Regions from separate parts of the Mus musculus genome. Here region 1 is linked to region 2. A link is a contact called in public Hi-C data. All regions are on one chromosome and are shown on one strand. Each heading gives the region's core, a stretch centred on a gene start, on an enhancer-like site or on the middle of the called end of the contact. The rest is flanking DNA. Distances are from core to core; before and after follow the strand shown. Region 1 overlaps Tmem63a (transmembrane protein 63a). Region 2 overlaps Stum (mechanosensory transduction mediator).

Region 1 (3,712 bases), core at 1,107-3,606, 540 kb before region 2:
AGTTTCTGAGACCTTGTCCTCATCAAGTTGATTGACATGCTGTCAAAATAAGAGACCTACGTACCCTGTGCTTTGGATGCCGCCACATGTCTTCCAAGAGTCATCCATTCTGTTTGTACCAGAGGACAAACTGGGACCCAGACACAGCAAACAACTGTCAGAGTTCCAGGGCTCTTTATTACTACGGCCAAGTCTACATCTGGGTCCCTTGACTCTTAGCACATTGCCTCTAGCCAGGATACCAGTCTTCCTGCTGCCAGGAGTTTCAAGTTGCTTGGGATCCTAAGAGTGGGAGACTCATTGCAACCTGGAATCTTGAACTGGGGGTGGAAGAATGGGTCACAGGAAGGAAGTGTTAGCAGAGACCTGGAGAGCCCAGGAGGAAGGTGGAGGCAGTTGTGCGCACCTCTGGGCTCAAAGCACCCAGATGCAAAGGGTGCCACCTGGTGGTGAAACAGGGGTGATGTCACTTCCCATGGAGGCAGGTTGCTGAGATGGTGAGTTTAGGAATTGTTGCCTTCTGCAGTCAGGACTTATATTAGCTATCTGCCTGTATCCAGAGGACCCTGACCTAGGCAGCCTATAGAAGAAAATGGCACTGGTCACCTGAGGAAAGCAGGATGGGCAGGATCCTTGGCACAGAGCCCGGGCATCCTGTGTGCCTTCCCAGGAAGTTCTCCCTGGAAGATCTGCTGACTAACATCATGATCTACTGGACGACAGGAACCATTGTCTCCTCCCAGCGCTTCCCAGAGAACATGGGTCAGAGCATTATGGTCCACAGGCATGAGGGGGAAGCCTGGCTGAGCAGGGAGAGGGGCCTCTTCCTTCCAGGTGTAGGCAAGCAATCCTGGGCTGCCAAGACCCAAGGCAACTTTGAATTATGATTTTACTCTTACCTAGTGCCTTCCGCCTCACCCGACTCCACTTAGGCTACATCTCCCCACTCGCCTCATACCCACGAAGAATCTCTGGCTTGCTCCCTTCTTTAAGACCACCCTGTAGGTCATTACGCTACTAATAAAGCTATCCCAGGGCACAGCTCATCTCAACACCTGTCTATGAAACCTACAGCGTCCTTTCTAAAATTTACCTAACACACTATACACCTGTGTTAAGCAGTGTGGCCTTGGTGACAAATGATTTTACCTCTAAGCACAGCTGGACCAAGCACTATCCTCTACTCTGACAAGCCACCTGGCTCTCCCCCCAGAGGTCAGCTCACACTTCTGCCCTTGTGCTTTGGTGCCCATTGGGCCCTCTGAATCAATCCAGACTGGCAAACAGTCACTGGCCAGGGCCACCCTGTGCCAAGCAGCCCCCAGAGTAGTGATGGCACCATCCAGACACCCACAAAGTTCAGACCTGTGGGAGAAAAGGCAGTGTGACTGGCTGGCTGGCTGGCTCAAGTAGCCAAGGGCCACCAGACCCTTGAAAAGAGGAATCGGGAGACCCTGCCTGGTCCATTGTTGTAAGGGGGCTGGAATGGAGGCAGGCCCAAATAGTTGGTCTGCCACAAGCCTGCTATGGCCCACACCTTTACCCAACCGTGGACTGCTAAGTCCCACCTTCCTTCTTGCTACCTTCCTTCTCATCTCAGCCTGCCCCCTAGGGCCCAACCCCAGGTCCCACTTTGGAAAAAGAGTGAGCTGCCCAAAACCGAAGAAATGGAGGGGCACCCTGTTCTCTCCGTGCCTGCCACTCTGACCTCTCATAATTCCAAGTTGCCCTTGACACTGCCCCTGCTATCTTGGACAGAGCAGACTTATCAGGTAGAGGCTGGAAGAATCCTGCACAGACGTGGAAAATCTGTACATAAACCCGGAAGAAGCATGAGAGGCAGGGTCTCACCACCAGCCCAGTGGGTACTTTATTAATGGTTCTCATGTCCCCACCTGCTGTGGGGTTACCCAGTCACAGCCCAGATTCAGGCAACATGATACAAAAACCCGGAAACACAGCAGGAGGCAGCTACAAACCAGTGGGCATGAGCCTGCTGCCCTGCTGCCATCAACAAGAACAAGGTATTCCCCGGTCCCTACAGCTAATCCATGGATCCCTGAAAAGGGACTGCAGGCAGGACAGTACTGTAGGGCCCCACATGGCCTCCATCTCAGACCCAACTGATGCGCTATTCATCAGCTTGCAGAAGGCTAAGCAGTGTTCCAGGGCTCAGAGGGACTAAGTCTTTCCTGGACGCATCTCCCCATCAACCAGAAGTCCCCAAATATGATCTCCCTAAAGGCAAAAGCCCAACACATGATCTTGGCCACAAACCACTAGGGACATACACCATGCTCACTACAGAGAGCATCCTGAGCAGTGTATGGGGGAATAAAAGTGCATATCCTCAGATGACCACAAGAGGGAGCTGTAAATGTTCCCCACACTGGGACCAGAAAAGAAACCTTACAGATGGCTCCCAGGGACAGCAGCCCCACCGGATGGATACCCTCAGCCCGGTTACCCAGAGCCCCACGACCCGCTGGTTTCCTCTTCTCACAATACGGGGGTTTTAAGCAGCAAAACCCTCAAGAGCCTGTCTGGGGCTCTAGCCCCTTGTGTCCCTCGGTATTCCTAGATGCTCCCAGCCTGCCAGACCAGCTTGTCCACTCTCAGGATTCCTGGTAGGCATAAGCCGCAGTGCCACTAGGATCTTGAGCCACGGGCTGCCCAGGAAGAGTCCCACTGATGTTACGGATGGCACCGTAGGTCTGCTGCTGCTGTGGGGATAACGCTGTCCTCTCTGAGGCCAAACCGTTCAGAATCCGAGGCACATAGGGCTGTCGGCAAAGGCAAAGAGTTAGATCTTGGATGGTGGCAAGCCTGACATCTCACATCCTGGTCATGCCCCACTACCCCTCTTTCTCCCAACGGGAGGACACATATCAAGAAATAGCATTCTCATGGGACATCTGGACCCAAAACAAGTCAACTTCTTTATTAGTACACTTCTCAGAAGCCAGAGCAAAATGGGAAGCCGTCTACAGCCCAGCTCTCATGACCATATGAAGAAATGAAGAGTGGCTTCCTCCAGTTCTCAGAGGAAGCACTCCTTCCTGGTACTGTATTCTGGGTGACTGTCTGTTTATTTGGGAACTGTCTGTCTGCCTGTCTGTCTATAGTATGTGTCTGTCAGCTATGCATCCCTCCCGGGCCCAGGGTGGAAATGAAGGTTCTAAGCTTCCTCATTGCTTGCTCTCCTTGCTGGCTGGCAGGGCCTGGGCCATGGCTGCCTCTGGGTAACTACACTCCTGAACACCTACTTATGGGGGGCTTGAGTCTTTTTGTTGTTGTTGTTTGTTTGTTTGTTTTTAAAATGTAACCCTGACTGTCCTGAAACTTGATCCTTAGACCAGGCTGGCCTCAAACTCAGAGATCCACTTGCCTCTACCTCATAAGTACTGGCATTAAAGGCGTGCTCCGGCACTCCCCAGCTTTGAAGAGTCTTTTCCCTAGGGAGGTAGCGGCTGGAAGGCCTGAGGCTGAGGAGGCCAGTCAGAGTCCTACCCTCACTTCTGTTAGGATGAGCAGAAGTTACCACTCTACCATCTGGGGCTCAAGAGCCACACCCTACCCTGAGGGAGCATCCTGGAGGATAGAGTCAGGGAAAGCCAGGAAGAAGACGGGCCTTTCCAGCCTGGCAGAACTGTTCCAGCACATTCTTATGGCTTCTCTGGGTGGGAATCATGCAACCAGCATGACAAACAGT
Region 2 (3,433 bases), core at 287-2,786:
AGTGTGGGGACAACTCAAAGCCACAAAACTGCTGTCCTCACCCTGGCCAGTCACCCCTCCTCAACTCCGTCCACTGTGCACACCGGTTGCCCTCTCCTGGGGTCTGTGGGATCAGAATTCCCACTGCATCCCCCTATCCAGAGCTACTGCAGCCCCCCGGCTCCGGATTGGTCTGCTGGTGTGGGGGAGGGGCAGAGACCTCTTCCTGACGCTTTTCTGCGACTCTGGCAGGATTTTTATTTCTGAACGAGTACACTGCCTGCCCCAGCCCAGGAGCCAGCAAGGAGTAGAGGAGGGGGCAAGTTTTAAGCAGAGACAAATGACGTTGGGGCTTGTGAGAATCCCGCGATTTCCTGTGGAGTAGTCGCGGGCTCTTCCCGGGCTGGCTCCCTTGCACCCGGGAGCTCTTTTGTTTTGGAAGATGCTGGCAGCATCACTGTATTAAGAGCAGGCCGCGTTGTGTTGTGGATTACTGTTTTGGTGTTGCCGTTGGCTTTTGTCTGTTAAATTAACTGCTGTACATTTTCTTGTTCTCTGACGACATCGGGGGCTTACTTTTCTCACTCCTTCTCACAGGGACCCCATATGCCCAAGTCCAAGCACAGGTGGGGGGTGGAGGGCGGGTGGGGGGTGGAGGGCGGGCGGGTGGGGGCCCGGGGGTACGGAGGCATTGCCAGCCCATTCTAAAGATTACAAGTGTTCTTGGAGACTGCTCGGACTATCTCAGCCCTTGGAAAGATTCTAGACTTTCCTGGCTTAAACTGAAGCATGGGGCCCAGGTTTGACTTTTGCTTAATTTTCTCAGTGTCCCCAGGCTTGAGTCCCCACCCTTGTTTTGGGGTCCACAGAGCCCCGCAGGGGTAGTGCAGGGCTCCCGCTTCTCCTCCAGCCTTCTGCCAGCTTTGAAGACCTTCCTTCCAGCAATGCTACTGTACACGTGGTGAGGAACGCCACCCGCAACAAAGCTCGTGTACATATCTCCGTGTACATACGGAGTGTACATACATACATACATAATACAGTGTACATACATATAGTGCCCCGTGTTATAAAGATAACAGAGCATGGCATTTCTTTGGCATTCCAATTTTTTTTAACCCTTGGAAATATGGTTTTGGCAATCTTTTATTCTTCTTTTTCCTCTTTTCTATTTAATAAACATCCATGTGACCTTCCTGGTAGCTTCTTGAATTCCTGTGTCTTCCATTTCTGTAATCAGATCTCCAGCTGCCCTGAATGCTTTCGTCTCTCTCTCTCTCTCTCTCTCTCTCTCTCTCTCTCTCCCTACAACCTCACCTGCTGGTCTTTCCATTTGGATGGCCATCTTCCCCTTTCCTTGGGGACCAATCCAACATTTTCTCCGCTCACTGGGTCCCCTGTAGCCAAGGATGTAGACTCTGAACGAAGCACCAGGCCCCGAGGGTGCACAGTGCCCGTTTCCTTCCTGGGAGGTTGGACTGGCTGGCAAAGGAAATGTGTGTGAGATAGATGTTGAAATGATGCTAACCACAAATGAGCACGGGGTATGAGTAGTCAGAACTTAGAGCTGACGGTTGCCACCACGAGGGGATCTTCTGAAATGCAGCGGGGGTGGCAAGGTGCAGTCTACAGCCCAGCCAACATCTTTATTAGCTGATGCGCGGAGACCTGGGGAACCTAACAAATTTACCGATGAAGGGAAAGAAATAGATTACAGATAAACACAGGAGAACGCACAAAACTGTTGTAAAATTTGATAAAATAGACTTCGAACAAAACAACAATCCATCGGGGGAACATTATGATTCTAAATGTATGTGCCCTGAATACAGGTACACACAATCTCATAAAACGCATGCTATTTAGATGGAAAGTCACAGATTAACCTTAGCATGATAGTACTGGGTGACTTCAGTACCACACTCTTACCAATAGGTCATCCCCTCACCACAAAATATACAGAAACATTCAAATTAAATGACATTGTACACCACATGGTCTTAACAGACATCTATAGAGCACTTCATTCAAATGCTGTATAGTACTTACTCGTCTCAGCAGCCCATGGGACATCCTCTCGTACAAGGATACAACATTAAAATAATTTCCATATCCTGGATGAGTACAAGACTGTAAGGCTACAAATCAACAGCCAGAGAAACGCCAGAACACATACCAATTCGTGACGAATCTAGAAAGTTCTGGATAGGCAGAAAAAAAAATCTAACAAGATGGAACCCTTGTGGGTTATGGAAAGATCAGTGCCTGGGGGATAATTAGCCTCTGGGCTTCCCTGTACCCATGGAATATTCTAGAGCAGTGGCTCTCATATGGTGCCTCATGTTAGGGTGACTCTCAACCATAAAATTAATTTCATTGCTGGTTACTTCATAACTGTAATTTTGCTACTGTTATAAATAGTAATATAGGGCTGGTGAGATGGCTCAGCAGGTAAGAGCACCTGACTGCTCTTCCAAAGGTCCTGAGTTCAAATCCCAGCAACCACATGGTGGCTCACAACCATCCGTAATGAGATCTGACTCCCTCTTCTGGTGTGTCTACAGTGTACTTACATATAATAAATAAATACATCTTATAAAAAAAGGTTTTAAAAAAATAAATAGTAATATAAATATCTGATTTTTTTCTGGTGGTTTTAGGTGACCCCTGTGAAAGGGTCACTTGGCCCCCCCAAAGGGGTTGAGACCCACAGGTTGAAAATCACTCTCCTAGGGCATCTCAGGGTTCATGAGCATCAGGTGGGTAGAAAGAATACATCATCTCCTGTCATTGGTTCAGGAGCAGCTGGCTGAAAGACAGAGAGAGATGTGCCTGCAATTTTATCACCAGTGCTGGGGTGATCAGGGACCAGCACTTAGCTCCTCATATGCCAAGGGAAACGTCCAGCCTCTTCCTGTCTATCAGAACAACCCACAGCTCGTGTTAGCTTTCCCATAGCTGGGGGACTAGACCGTCTAATATAACTCAAAGGAAGAAGGATTTGTTTTTCAAATCGTTTCAGGGATTCTAATCTATGTTGGGGACCAGTGGTGAGAGTATTGTAAAGCAGAGAATTTCACATCATAGCAAGAAGGAAGAAGAACAGAGCAGCAATCAGGAGGGGCTGGGGCAAGACTACACCCCTAAGAGCACACACCCAGCGTGGAGGACAGAAGGGAGGACGGAGGACTCCACCTATCATCTATATACGTGCCTGGGGCCAGGTGTGCCCTCTCCTGTGCCTAGCCTTACACGCCCACAGCTTGGCCTTCCCTGTTATATAGAGAGGGAAATGAGAATGTGAGAACGGCCACACTGTGTGTTCTTCACAGTGCTGCTGAGCCAGCCAAGGTGATGGTGAGCCTGCTAGAACCTCAGCTGGGGCCACAGCCCAGCAAGCACTAGAGCTGAGCTGTCTCCAGCTATGGTGGTGTGACCCAGACCTGTAGACCTG

The links. A called contact is a pair of places that touch in the nucleus more often than the background predicts.
Region 1: a Hi-C map of pro-B cells shows a contact between it and region 2, with 3 times the contacts expected there. The contact joins two enhancer-like sites.

What each region holds. Positions count from the first base shown.
Region 1 is chr1:180,973,240-180,976,951 of GRCm38.p6, reverse strand. It overlaps Tmem63a (transmembrane protein 63a), which reads right to left. Exons shown (of 23, transcript NM_144794.2): 23 at 1,848-2,783. The coding sequence ends at 2,616. Among named protein-coding and RNA genes, the nearest start is that of Tmem63a, 33 kb to the right of the region's middle. Within about 2 kb of position 2,356, at least 50 of the 459 cell types and tissues checked have an H3K27ac peak or open chromatin away from gene starts, as enhancers often do. A contact at or near this core is called in pro-B cells, where this site is marked.
Region 2 is chr1:180,430,129-180,433,561 of GRCm38.p6, reverse strand. It overlaps Stum (mechanosensory transduction mediator), which reads left to right. Exons shown (of 4, transcript NM_001081227.2): 4 at 1-1,189. Among named protein-coding and RNA genes, the nearest start is that of Gm39712, 23 kb to the right of the region's middle. Within about 2 kb of position 1,536, at least 122 of the 459 cell types and tissues checked have an H3K27ac peak or open chromatin away from gene starts, as enhancers often do. A contact at or near this core is called in pro-B cells, where this site is marked.